Linked DNA regions of Zea mays: region 1 is linked to region 2. A link is a contact called in public Hi-C data. All regions are on one chromosome and are shown on one strand. Each heading gives the region's core, a stretch centred on a gene start, on an enhancer-like site or on the middle of the called end of the contact. The rest is flanking DNA. Distances are from core to core; before and after follow the strand shown. Region 1 holds the start of LOC100382271 (O-fucosyltransferase family protein). Region 2 has its middle 35 kb from the start of LOC606444.

The links. A called contact is a pair of places that touch in the nucleus more often than the background predicts.
Region 1: a contact with region 2 is called in a Hi-C map of ear, with 4 times the contacts expected there. The contact joins the promoter of LOC100382271 here to the enhancer-like site in region 2. A contact is called at or near these places in 3 of 25 Hi-C or Micro-C datasets (ear, endosperm and tassel).

What each region holds. Positions count from the first base shown.
Region 1 is chr5:86,072,863-86,079,486 of Zm-B73-REFERENCE-NAM-5.0, forward strand. LOC100382271 (O-fucosyltransferase family protein) reads left to right here and starts at 4,205. Exons shown (of 2, transcript NM_001175022.1): 1 at 4,205-4,474; 2 at 4,901-6,624. The coding sequence starts at 5,196. The coding sequence ends at 6,524.
Region 2 is chr5:85,887,519-85,894,349 of Zm-B73-REFERENCE-NAM-5.0, forward strand. No RefSeq gene overlaps it. Among protein-coding and RNA genes, the nearest start is that of LOC606444, 35 kb to the left of the region's middle. Within about 2 kb of position 2,208, at least 15 of the 20 cell types and tissues checked have an H3K27ac peak or open chromatin away from gene starts, as enhancers often do. A contact at or near this core is called in ear, endosperm and tassel, where this site is marked.

The DNA.
Region 1 (6,624 bases), core at 2,955-5,454, 190 kb after region 2:
GTCGGGGACCATAATTAGGGGTACCCTCAAGACTCCTAATTCTCAGCTGGTAACCCCCATCAGCACAAAGCTGCAAAGGCCTGATGGGTGCGACTAAGTCAAGGATCGGTCCATTCGAGGGACTCGATCACGCCTCATCCGAGCCCAGCCTCGGGCAAGGGCAGCCGACCCCGGAGGATCTACGTCTCGCCCGAGGCCCCCCTCCCGCAACAGACATACTTTCGGCTCGCCCGAGGCCCAGTCTTCACCAAGAAGCAACCTTGGCCAAATCGCCACGCCAACCGACCAAATCGCAGGGGCATTTAATGCAAAGGTGGTCTGACACCTTTATCCTGACGCACGCCCTCCAGTCGACAGAGCCGAAGTGACCGTAGTCACTTCGCCGCTCCACTGACCGGTCTGACAAGAGGACAGCGCCGCCTGCGCCGCTCCGACTGATGTGCCACTCGACAGAGTGAGGCTGACAGCAGCCAGGCCCGGCCTCAGGCGCCATAGGAAACTCCGCTTCGCCCGACCCCAGGGCTCGGACTCGGGCTCAGCCCCGGAAGACGACGAACTCCGCTTCGCCCGACCCCAGGGCTCGGACTCGGGCTCAGCCCCGGAAGACGACGAACTCCGCTTCGCCCGACCCCAGGGCTCGGACTCGGGCTCAGCCCCGGAAGACGACGAACTCTGCTTCGCCCGACCCCAGGGCTCGGACTCGGGCTCAGCCCCGGAAGACGACGAACTCCGCTTCGCCCGACCCCAGGGCTTGGACTCGGGCTCAGCCCCAGAAGACGACAGACTCCGCTTCGCCCGACCCCAGGGCTCGGACTCGGGCTCAGCCCCGGAAGACGACGAACCCCACTTCGCCTGACCCCAGGGCTCAGACTCGGGCACAGCCCCGAAAGACGACGCACTCCGCTTCGCCCGACCCCAGGGCTCGGACTCGGGCTCAGCCCCGGAAGACGACGAACTCCGCTTCGCCCAACCCCAGGGCTCGGACTCGGGCTCAGCCCCAGAAGACGACGGACTCCGCTTCGCCCGACCCCAGGGCTTGGACTCGGGCTCAGCCCCGGAAGACGACAAACCCCGCTTCACCCGACCCCAGGGCTCGGACTCGGGCTCAGCCCTGGAAGACGACGAACCCCGCTTCGCCCAACCCCAGGGCTCGGACTCGGGCTCAGCCCCGGAAGACGACGAACTCCGCTTCGCCCGACCCTAGGGCTCGGACTCGGGCTCAGCCCCGGAAGACGACGAACTCCGATTCGCCCGACCCTAGGGCTCGGACTCAGCCCTGGCCTTAGCCGACGGTCTCCGCCTCGCCCGACCCGGGGGCTCGGACTCGACCTCGGCCTCAGAAGACAGACTCGACCTCGACCTCGGAGGAGCCTCCACGTCGCCCAACCCAGGGCATGGACCGACCACGTCAACAGGAGGCCCCATCATTACCCTACCCCAAGCTGACTCAGGCTACGGGGAACAAGACCGGCGTCCCGTCTGGCTCGCTCCGCCAGACAAGTAATGATGGCGCCCCGCACGCCCGATGACGGCGGCGACTCTCAGCCCCCTTACGGAAGCAAGAGGACGTCAGCAAGGACTCGACAGCCCCGACAGTTGTCCTTCCGCCAGGCTCCAGCGCTCCTCCGACGGCCACGACACCACACGAACCGGGTGCCAAAACCTCTTCGGCTGTCACATGGCATGTACTTAGGGCACTAGCTCTCCTCCGCTAGACACGTTAGCACGCTGCTACACCCCCCATTGTACACCTGGATCCTCTCCTTGCGCCTATAAAAGGAAGGACCAGGGCCCTCTTACAGAGGGTTGGCCGCGCGGGGAAGGACGGGACGACGCTCGCGTGAGGCCGCTCGCTCCCTCCCGCGTGGACGCTTGTAACCCCCTACTGCAAGCGCACCCGACCTGGGCGCGGGACAAACACGAAGGCCGCGGGATTTCCACCTCTCACGCCCGTCTCCCTCCTGCTGCCTCCCCTCTTCGCGCTCCGTCTCGCGCCGACCCATCTGGGCTGGGACACGCGACGACAATTTACTCGTCGGTCCAGGGACCCCCCGGGTTTCGAAACGCCGACATATATAATATACTTTAAATGGCTTTAAATTTTTATTTTTCGCAATAAATAAATAAATAGGATAAATCGGTCAAATGTGGAAAAAAAGTCAGACGAATTCTAATTTGTGACGAAGAGAGTATTAACTAAACATAGTTTAGATTTCTCATAATTGTCAGCTCACAACAGTTTTGTCATATCTCACCGCTAGAATCAAATTTTCATAATTCTACGACTGAACTAAACATGCCCTTAAAATACGAAGGGAAACTAGTCTAGTCCAAAGTCTGCAGCTAATATAAACAAAAAAAACAGAGAAAATTTTAGGGCCCTTCGTGGCTAAGGTTCTGTTTTGCTGTGATTGTGTTAGATATAATGTGGGGTTGATCTAGAGATGGCCAGACGGGCCGCCCGGCCCGGTCTGGGTCTAGTGAAGCTCGCCCCGTTTTGGACCTGACCCACCAGACATGGTTAGAAAACTGGTCCGGACCGTCTAAGCTTGCGGGCTCATTTTTCTGTCCGAGCCCGCCCCGCAGCGGTTCTAAACGGACCAGCCCGTTTAGCATGGAAAAACGGCGGAAAACGGGCTAAGCGGCCGGTAAGTACGGTTTATTGCAAAAAAGCGGGCTTAACGAGCTTAGAGGTAAATGAGCCGTGCCGGGCTAGCCCACCGTGCCTAGTTTCTTGTCCGAGCCCGACCCGCTTATTCATGCCGGGCCGGCCTGGGTCCGCATAGAACCGGGTCGTGCCGAGCTCGGATTGGGCCCAAACAGCGGGCTTCGTGCCGGGCTCGCGGACCTCGTGCTTATCTATACTATACTTAAAGCCCCAGTTTCAACGGTCGTCCCGTGTCATTTTTTACAAATAACCCCTCACAACTATTTCAAATTAATCTGCTGCACGTCTATAGATGCCCAAACAGCGGTCGGACCAGACGCACGCGGGCCACAACTCCCGTCAACCCATTTGATTAAATCAGCGTAAAATATTAAAAAACGGTGCATGAGGTGAGGTTCGAACCGATGACTGATGGAAGAAGGGCGGAAGACACTAGGTAAAGCTGTATAACCAGTAGAACATCATGCTCAAATGTTTAAATTTTGAATATAAAATATATATATATGTATATACATTTTTTTGTAATAAGAAAATATTATCGTGTCGGGCCGGACCAGCACTACGGGCCGAGGCTACAGCCCAAGCACGGCATGACGTTCTTGTCTCTTGCAAGCATTAGGTCGTTTCTGAGACCACATTAGCGCAATTGACTTCATGGTATTTGAGGATGATGAATTGGATGAGACAACAATGATTTGTCACACTAACAGTAAAATAAAAGGTTATTTGTTGGTTTTAAACGTTAGTAATTGCTACGAAGTAGCATAATTTATATGGAGCGCATCCAGTTTTTATTGATGCCTGACTTTAGCAATCACTCCATAATTTGATCTATCTTTTTCATAAGTTTGAGTTCATGTGACTTATTTTAGAAACTTGAGCTCACAAACTTTCTCTTATTTAGTCTATGTATGGTGGAATTATGTCATTTTATGATATTTGTTCGTTTAGTCAGTCATTGTGAACTCTCTTCTAATCGCTCACTTTATTGGTCGTGTTGTATCAAGACATATTGGATGAGGTAAATAATAATATCAGTTAGCCAAATCAAAAAATATTATACGGAGAGTGGAGACAATTAATAAAAAATCTTGATTTTTTTGTGGATAGTTTACATGGGTATTGTTGTAAGCCGTTGCAACGTACGGGCAACTGACTAGTTGGTCATCTATAGGTTGATCCAGTGGCGGATCCAAAAGTGGATCAAAAGAGGAGGGCCAGATTATTTGTTTAGATTAAATTAAATGATACAATCGATGTTTGATACGACAAAATAACAAGATACAATTTAAATATGGTTTAGTTTAACATGAGACTTTGGGCAGGGTCCTTGAGAGGGAACCGTTGGACGCCTGGGGCGTCGGACTTCACCGGCGAGCAGAGGGGGAGCGGGTCAGGGACCCGAGTCTCTTGCAACCTGTAGCCGAGACGCCAGTTTTGCTTCCAACTCGGGTCACGACTCACGAATTCCGTCCCATTCCCATCCGCGCGGACGTCTCCTCACGCAACCTGTAGCCGAGACCCTCTCACACGCTTGCGATCTCCACCTCCGCGGTTGCCGGCCGACCTCTTCCCCGCCGCCTCCGCCGCGCCTCGGGGCACCGGACCCGTCTCCAACCCCTAGATCTCGCGCCCCCTCCGCCCCGCCGGCCGGTGGTCACGCCCCGCCTCTCCCGCCGCCGGACGAGCTCGCCGTGGGGCGGAGAGGTCGCCGCCGGCGACAGGAGCCACGCGATGTCCAGGGAATCCTGCCCTTTCTCCTCGCCTCAGTCCTTGGGGATCCATCCGTGCTAATTTCCACCGTTGGTGAGCAATTCCCTAGACTAATTTACAGGGGGCCGTTCATTTCGCTTTGGTACTGTACTATGGTTTGTTCCGTACTCGAGTATGAATCATTCTGCAATAACCCACACACAGCACATTCTCAATTGATCGTGCTTGCCACTCCAGTTACTTTAATGGCCCAGTTCAGCGCGACACGAGTTCTCAAATGGGTCCTGTGATCCATGGGATTCTGTGTGACCTGCTCAGAGTACTGCTAGCTTGCACAAGTTCATTTATGAGCTTCTCTGCATGCTAATATCCATTAGTAAATTCAGTGTGGGAAAAAATGATCCTCTTTGTGGCTATCTTTTTTCTTTCCATTAGAAGTGAAATTATAATATCAGGAATGGAAATCCGTAACAGCTAAAATGATTGAATTCTTTTTTTTATTTTGCTCTGTATTTGCAGGCTTGCAGCCTTTTGTATCGAGCATGTGCTAAATTGGGCACGCAGAAATATCATCAAGTATGCTGATATTACCGTTCCGAAACATCCCAACTTGCCAGCATTGGTCGGGGTAAATTTGTCAAGTTATCAATTGAAGTGTGCTTGGTTATTGATTTCCATTAAATTGCAGCATAGCTTGCTCTTCATCTGAAAGTTTTCGAGGGTAGATGTTTATCGTGCACCATGGTCGTTGGTAATGACATAGTTGACATGGTTGGGTGCTAAAAGGACGAGAAGGGTTTGAATAAACGGTCCGATGAACATTCTACTTGAGCTTAAGCATCTCAAGCTCTTTAGCATGCCCGCAAGACCTGTCATCTGTAAAGGCCTTCTGATAGTGATTGCCCTTATTTTGTTGAGAGCAATTGTATCTCCTTTTCTTGCTATAGATTCATCTGAGAAGAAAGAATTTTACGAGTCCACAGCCCCTGACTTGCTTCCTAGAATTAGACGAGACAAGTTTCTTGAGGTCCCACAGATCATATGGGGGTTGAACAATCAGAAGATTGCATTCGCCAGAGCATGCTTGACTGCAAGATTCCTGAACAGATCCCTTCTCATGCCAAGCTTGAGTGCTTCTCTCTTCTACAAAGAGGTTGACTTGCTGCAGCCTGTCAGTTTTGACAAAGTGTTTGACTTTAACAAGTTCAATGCGCGTTGCCATGGCTTCGTAAGGTTAGCTCAGTATTCAGAAGTTTCAAATCGGACAGAGCCCTTCAAACTCCAAAAGGGGACCGGTAGAAGGTGGACGGCAGACAGAGATTTGGATCAACTACAGCAATCCATAGGCAGCAATGTGGATGACTCTGAAGTCATTGAAATCGTTGGGAAAAATCCATTTCTGTGGCCTGACCACTGGCCAGTCAAAGACTATGCCAAAATCTTCGATTGCCTTGTCTTAGTTCCTGAGATAGAAACCGAAGTGGTCAAGGTGATATCCAAGATTAGAGAGGCAGGCCAAAGAGCAAGACATGAAGCTGGGGGTTCTCATAGTAAGCAGAGGAGAGATAGCTCAACGAATCCGCCTGTACCGTATGTTGCTGTTCACATGAGAATAGAAAAAGATTGGATGATACATTGCAAGAAGTGGGAGCAGCGGTCCAAGTCACATGAAATCTGCAGTAGTAAAGAAGAGATCATTCATAAGGTCTCACAGATCACTGACCTACGTCGGCCGGTTGTTGTTTATCTTGCGGTAGCTGACAGCCTTCTTGAAGACGATTCAATAACCAGTGGGTGGAGAGTGGGTATGGTTGCTTACGAGAAGAAGAAGCTTGGTGTTACTGACATCTACGATCGTCAGCCATATCTTATAAAGTCTGCCATCGACTTCGAGGTGTGCTCGAGAGCAGACGTGTTTGTCGGCAACAGCTTCTCAACATTCTCCAACCTCGTAGTGCTGTCCAGGACAGAAAGGCTGTACAACCTGGGAAAGGCGAGCTCGTGTGGCGAGAACATCGGGCTTTCGTCGTATGCGTACAATGTCATGGGCGACGATGGTGGACCACAGAGATGGATGACAGATATGTCGGACACAAGCCTGCAGAGGTTAAGTTACGGAACAAATAACGTCTCATGCCACTGACTTTGACGCATAGCAAACTTGACTGAACATGATGTATACCTGAGGAAGAGTCCTTGCCCGACTTCGCTTTTTATCGGCAAAGGAAGCAAGTATGTGCAGC
Region 2 (6,831 bases), core at 958-3,457:
CAAGAAAAGAATGACAAAGAAAGCAATCCAAGCGCAAGAGCTCAAAAGAACACAACAAATCACTCTCACTTAACACTAAAGCTTTTGTGGAATTGGGAGAGGATTTGATCACTTGAGTGTGTCTTGTATTGAATGCCTAGCTCTTGTAAGTGGTTGGAAGTGTGAAAACTTGGATGACTTGAATGTGGGATGGTTGGGGGTATTTATAACCCCAACCACCAAACTAGCCGTTTGGTGGAGGCTGTCTGTCGCATGGTGCACCGGACAGTCCGGTGCACACCGGACAGTGTCCGGTGCGCCAGCCACGTCACCAGGTCGTTGGGTTCCGACCGTTGGAGCTCTGACTGCTGGGCCCGCCTGGATGTCCGGTGGCACACCGGACATGTACTGTAGAGTGTCCGGTGCGCCACTTCGCGCGTGCCTGACTTCTGCGCGCTCTGGCGCGCATTAATTGCTTCTGCAGGTGACCGTTGGCGCGAAGTAGCCGTTGCTCCGCTGGCTCACCGGACAGTCCGGTGAATTATAGCGGAGCGAATTCCCGAAGCTGGCGAGTTCAGAGTCGCTTCATTCCTGGAGCACCGGACACTGTCCGGTGTACACCGGACAGTCCGGTGAATTATAGCGGAGCGCCTCTGAGTTTTCCCGAAGGTGAAGAGTTTGGCTTGAAGTCCCCTGGTGCACCGGACACTGTCCGGTGGCACACCGGACAGTCCGGTGCGCCAGACCAGGGCAGCCTTCGGTTTATCCCTTGCTCTCTTTGTTGAACCCAATTCTTGGTCTTTTTATTGGCTAAGTGTGAACCTTTGGCACCTGTATAACTTATACATTAGAGCAAACTAATTAGTCCAATTTATTTGTGTTGGGCAATTGAACCACCAAAATCATTTAGGAAATATGTGTAAGCCTAATTCCCTTTCACAAACTTAATGACCCGGTGCCGTGCCGCTGGGCTAGTCTCGCTCCACCATTTGTGCAGTTGGGGGGGGGCCAGTGGCGGGCCTACATGCAAGCAAGGGTATCCAATTGAATACCTATTATTTTTGGCAAAACAATTATATATACATGTATATGTTATGTATATAAGCTAAAATATTATAAAAAAACATAAAATCATACTATTTTACAGTTATTTTGTCTAAACTTTGTTTTTATTAGCCCTCTTCATTTCTCTACTGTGCCACCGATCATACAGTACAATAGTGTGATTTTAGATTGTCGAAAAAAAAATTATATTCTACCAAAATTTCGAATACCCATATTTCAAATCCTGAGCGCGGCCCTGTGGGGGGCTTGTCTCGGTGCGAACTTACTGAATAGTAGGTTTGCAAACTTACTGAACCCATTTGTGCGGCTGGGGGCTGGTAAAGAATAGGAACTGGATTAACTCGTAGTGATGGAAGAGAATGGTCACCGAACAAGCCTTGTTTAACTTGTGGAAGGAAGTTGTTGTTCTGCAAAAAAATACCGAATGAGTTAAACTGCGCATAAACAAAACAGTAGACCGTGTGGCTAGATCCAACTAAAAATAAGGTATTTTAACATAGGTTCTGTCCGACGAGAAACCTCGGCATGAAAGTTGTGGCATCTTGCAATCTTTGCTTTGCTTCTACATGCAAGTTCTCGCATTCTAGTAGTAGCTGCTTGTTTTGTTTGCCTATCTCCAGCAGCTCTGGGTTTTTTGCACGGTGCTGCCTATAGTACTAGTGCAGCTAGTACAGATCTGCTGGATGAAACGACATAGATTAGATTTTACTGGTGCCAAGATCTTGGCAGGAAAGAAAGAAAAAAAGCAGCGGGGGGTGGGGGATCTTGTCCACCTGGAATTGAACAGGAAGGAAAACGCCGAGCAGAGCGGGGCCGGGCCGGGCCGGGCTTGCAAGTTGCAAGCTGGAGACGCCCTCGGCCGGCGTCATGAATGAAGAGAAACCGTCGGAGAAATGGTCCAGTCCAGGTGCTGGTTTGTGTGCGCCGTTGGTTTTGGTTGCCCGTCGCCTCTGTCCTCCCTCCATCGCATCAATAGAAAGAAAAAAAAAAGCATCTCAACCGCGAGCAGGAGCAGCGTGCGTCTCCTGTTTGGCCTCTCTGTCCCGTGGGCCGGCGCCTGGTGGACCAGAGCGCGGAGATGTCGGGTCACAGGCGCACAGTACCTACGGCCTCCTCCTGCTGCTGCGAATCTATGCCTCTCTACGAGCACCTGGAGCAGCGCCGATGGCTGTCAGGCTGTGCGCTGGAGCAGGCTGTGCGCCTCTGCCTCCGGAGTCTGGACTGCCCGCAGTAACTCCGCCCGCCCGCCGGCTCGCCCACAGGCAAGCTAAGCTTGGTTGGCCAAGCAGCAGCACCCCTCCGGCCAGTCCTATCGATCCATCCACCGATCGACGGTAGCTGGGGACTTCAAGGCCGCCGTAAAGGCAGTAGTGTCGTGTCGTGTCGCCAGCCGCCGATCAGACGGCCCAGCGATCTAAAGGGCCATGCTCCGACTGTGCGAGCGAGCGAGCGAGGTCGTCTCGTCGACCGTCGACGACAAGCTTTTTTTTTGTAACAAAAAAAAAAAGTCTCAGACGGTGAATGGTACTGTATCAGGCAGGCTTTCACTGCAGCGAGGATTTCACCTGCAGCAGAGCTGCACGCCAGTAGGTGAGAGAGGACGGGAGGAGCCTACTAGCTAGCTAGCAAGCGAAACCGCGGGCTTTCAGACTCTCTCACGCACGCCCCAGTCCGGCGGCAGTCCCACTCCCACAGGCCACGCGACCCACCCACACCCACCCCCGTCCCCGATGGGCGATGGCGGAGCGGAGGAGGACGGCCGGCCGGGAACAGGACCTGACACCTTCAGATCACATCAGATGCACGCGAGACGACAGCGGAGGAGGCCGGCCGCCGCTCCGGACAATGAGACGACGCAAAAGGCCAAGCCATCAGACGTGGTGCCTCCTCAATCCTCATGCATATACGTGCATGCCTCGTTCCTCAGGGGGCGGTCCACGCTCCATTGATTGCATGCATGCATTCATTCCTTTGCATCCATGCAGTGTACTCCTCAGCTCCCGTCTCTTTAGACAGTAGATCTCAATTCTCATCTTGATCCTCTCCCACTATTATTCTACTGTAGGTATATAAAACATCTCACGACATAGATTGGGGAACACAAGACAGCATCTATATATCGCTGGGGCTGATGAAGGGACCGCCGGACCGGTGGTGCCGAACAACATCACGTACGCTCATGGCGCGGTGCGCGCGGGCGCGCAGACTGGGGAAGGAATTGCCACGCGCAGCGCAAATGTGAGGGAAGAGAGGCCACGGATGAGGGTCGTGAAGATTTTGAGGTAAGGAAGAGAGACCTGTTTGAGCTGTTGGTAACTTGTTTTTAATTGCCGTGAATAAAAAATAAGACAACATATATATTAAACATTAAGTACCTTCGTTTTCGAACCATTTCAGAGATAATGGATCTCAGATAAAGTTTATAAAGGACGAGTCTTCATTTTTTATAGAAATAATATTACAATACAACATTATAACAATTACTTATTTCATGTTGCATGTCAGAATGATATTAAGACCTTTATTATATATTAATAAAGTGGTACAAACTATATATTACATTTGTACCTTTGGCTTGCTCGAAATAGAGAATGTGAATACCGTCTTCCAATTAAGCGTGAATAAACAAGTCTTTTCATTGCTGGTTTGACCTCATGTATGACCTTCGTGATCATCTTAAACCGAAACTTTAATCCTTACCGAAGCTTCACTATATTTCATATGTGTCTGTTACAGCTTCGGCACTCATTTCCTTTTGACGTATCCTTGTCAAAATGAATTACAAGCGGTTTCTTCATCCTAAGGCTGGCTCCAGCAGTATCATGTAAAAGCTCTTGTTCTCTAAATATGGAGGTTTGTCAGATCCTTTATCCCTCCAACAAGAGACTCTAAAAGGTTCTCTAAAATTTAGAGGATGGCATGCATGCGCTATGTATAGAGGATGTACGGTGGTGCTCTATACACTATGCTGATTTCTGTGCACGTGCTGACGAGCGGTAAAAAATAATATAGAATGTTAAATCAGGTAACACTATTGATATAGAGGATGAAATTTAGGGGATATTGCTGGAGATGAAGAAGATATAGAGTATAAAATCTTTTAGAGAGTGTTGTAAAGGACAGAGAATATTCTTTTAGGGGATGAAATTTAGGAGACGTTGCTGGAGACAGTCTAAGGACCTTCGACGGAAAAGTAGACCCCCAACAGAGCGACGAAAAAGCGATTAATTTCTTAATTTTGGTTTTCGGGTTAGTTTAGGGCTTCTTTTAGAGTTGCTCACCCTCTACCCGTATATATTGTGTAATTGTGTTTGGACTAGAACAATTTCAAAATATTCAAAGAAATTATATCGGATATTGAAAAAAAATTGGACAAAACAACCACCCCGCGCATACGTCTGCCGGAACAGCCGATAAGATTACCATCGAACAAATAGCAGAAGGCCCCTTATTAAATTATGTAAAACTGGAGGCAAAGTAAGAGTATCTCCTAGGGTTCTCTAGAAAATGACTCCTCAAAATCAGTTTTAAAGGGCATTTAAAAAATTAGTAGAGGTATATTTTAATCATTTTTCTCCAACAGATTCTTTAAATCGGCAGATTGTTTCTGGAAAGCCTAAAGAACCCTCATTTATAGCTACAATAAATGAGAGAGTTTTAAGGCCTATGAAAAAGTTATGATCGTTTTAGGGGAACAGTTGGAGACATATTTTTGTGTTTTCCTAAAAACTTGATTTAGTAGAGACTTCTGAAAAACTCTTAGAGATGCTCCAAAACCATGGTCTCATTTACAAAGGCAATCGCGTAGCTATGGCAAGGGAATGAACATGGCGACGAACCAAAATTTTGGGGCAAAATGGAAACTGCCAGCTCTCGAAGGCCACCTAGCTAGCTAGGATGTCATTAGCAACAAAGCGTGTGTCCAATCCGTTTACCAGGACGCATCCATGCATATCAATTCCCTATAGCTAGCCTGAAGGATGGTTGGATCGGACCATATATGGTCACGTAGTTTATTTATTTATACATATATCCTTCTTGTTCCTGGCATCGATCAGCGAGTGCATGCATGGCGGCAGCTGCAGGCGATGGCCGGCCGGTCACGGGTTCGTTCGCCGCCGGTGTGACTGCTTGCCAAGTTGCAATGCCCACGCGCGTCGTCGTCCGATCCCCCGGCAGGCGAAACTGAAGCAACAGGGCGGTGAAAAGGCCGCCAGATCCCCCCCCCCCCCCCCCCCCCCCCCCCCCCCCCCCCCCCCCCCCCCCCCCCCCCCCCCCCCCCCCCCCCGATGCGTCGTCCCCCACGGAATCCATGTCGTTTCCTCCGCAACTTGGCGTCATCATGCATGGCCCTCGTCATGTGCATCAGATTAACCATCACGGATGACGGATCCATCAGTAACTCATGCTGCCTCTGCGTGCGAACCTTTGCTTTTCCTTCACATGTAACTAATGAATTACCGCATCCACCACTGCAACCAAACTACGTACTCCCCCCGTCGTTCTAAATTAAATTACAAGCGAATCATTTCAAGTTAGTCCTAGATAAAATATAAGCTTTGACTATTTGATTTTAGTGTTTGATGATTAACATAACCTTGTAAATTAATAATGTGTTTGTTGATGTTTATGTTTACAGTTCACATGATGCAAAAGTGATTTGTACCAAGACATTGAGGAAGCAACACCTCAAATAAAACATTACAAGACTCGTAGAAGACCTACAATTATCAAACAAAGTCCAAAACACAAGACTAGAAACTAGCCCAAGTGAAGAAGCCTAAAGAAAAACAAGATGGATTGGTGCACCGGACTGGTCCGGTGGTGTACCAGACCGGGTTGCCAGAGAGCATTTTCTCGGGTACTCGACCAACTAGCGCACTTGACCTCGGGACCGATGCATCGGATCTCGGTCAACAGTCGGCAACGGCTAGTTCAAACGGTCATCTAGTCACCGGACCTTGTGTACAACAAAGGATGCCAATGGCTACATGATGTAAAAGTCATCAGACCTTAGTCTGGTGGTGCATTAGACCAGTCCGGTGCGACGTAGAAAAGTCTGCTTTCTCCAATAGATATATTTAGAGTGGGAGCACTATATATACCCCTTCCTACTAGCTAGACATTTGAGAGCCTGGAGAGTTGAGTAACAGTGCTAGTGAGTTGATACACTTATCCATTGCTCCATATACCTAGGTGCTTAATAGAATCACTCGGTGATTAGCGTAGGTGCTTTGTGAAGTGTTTAGGTTAGTTAAACCGCTATTGTGCTTGCTCTAGGTTTAGTCATAGTTGATTGAGGTTAGACAACCCACAAACCCCTCGACTCTTATGCAGTCCGTTAATTGTACCGAGTGGGGTGAGAGTCTTGCGAAACCACACCAACCACATTTGTGGTCTGGCTGCCACCTTGTACCGGAGGGAACAAAGCCTGTGACGTTTTGGACGGAAGCTCAGTAGAAAGATGACGGGGAGCGTCCGAGAGGAGGTTGGAAGCTGACAGTACCCTTTGGCGGTACTAAAGACCTGGATGTCGCCTAGAGGTGGTGAATAGGCGAATAAAAACTTCAACTCTAAATGAAAACTTTCATACTCTACTTGAAACATTGATGTAGCGGAATAAAACTGAGTTGAGTATATCGCAACGAAATTCTAGTCTTTGTCTCAAAAAGATCATGCACTTCACAACAATCACACACATACATGTCGTTAATAAGTCCTTATCGTTAATAATTATTATCACCACAATGGTGGTGGGCGGGAGAAGCCTTTGCCGAAGGCCATCAA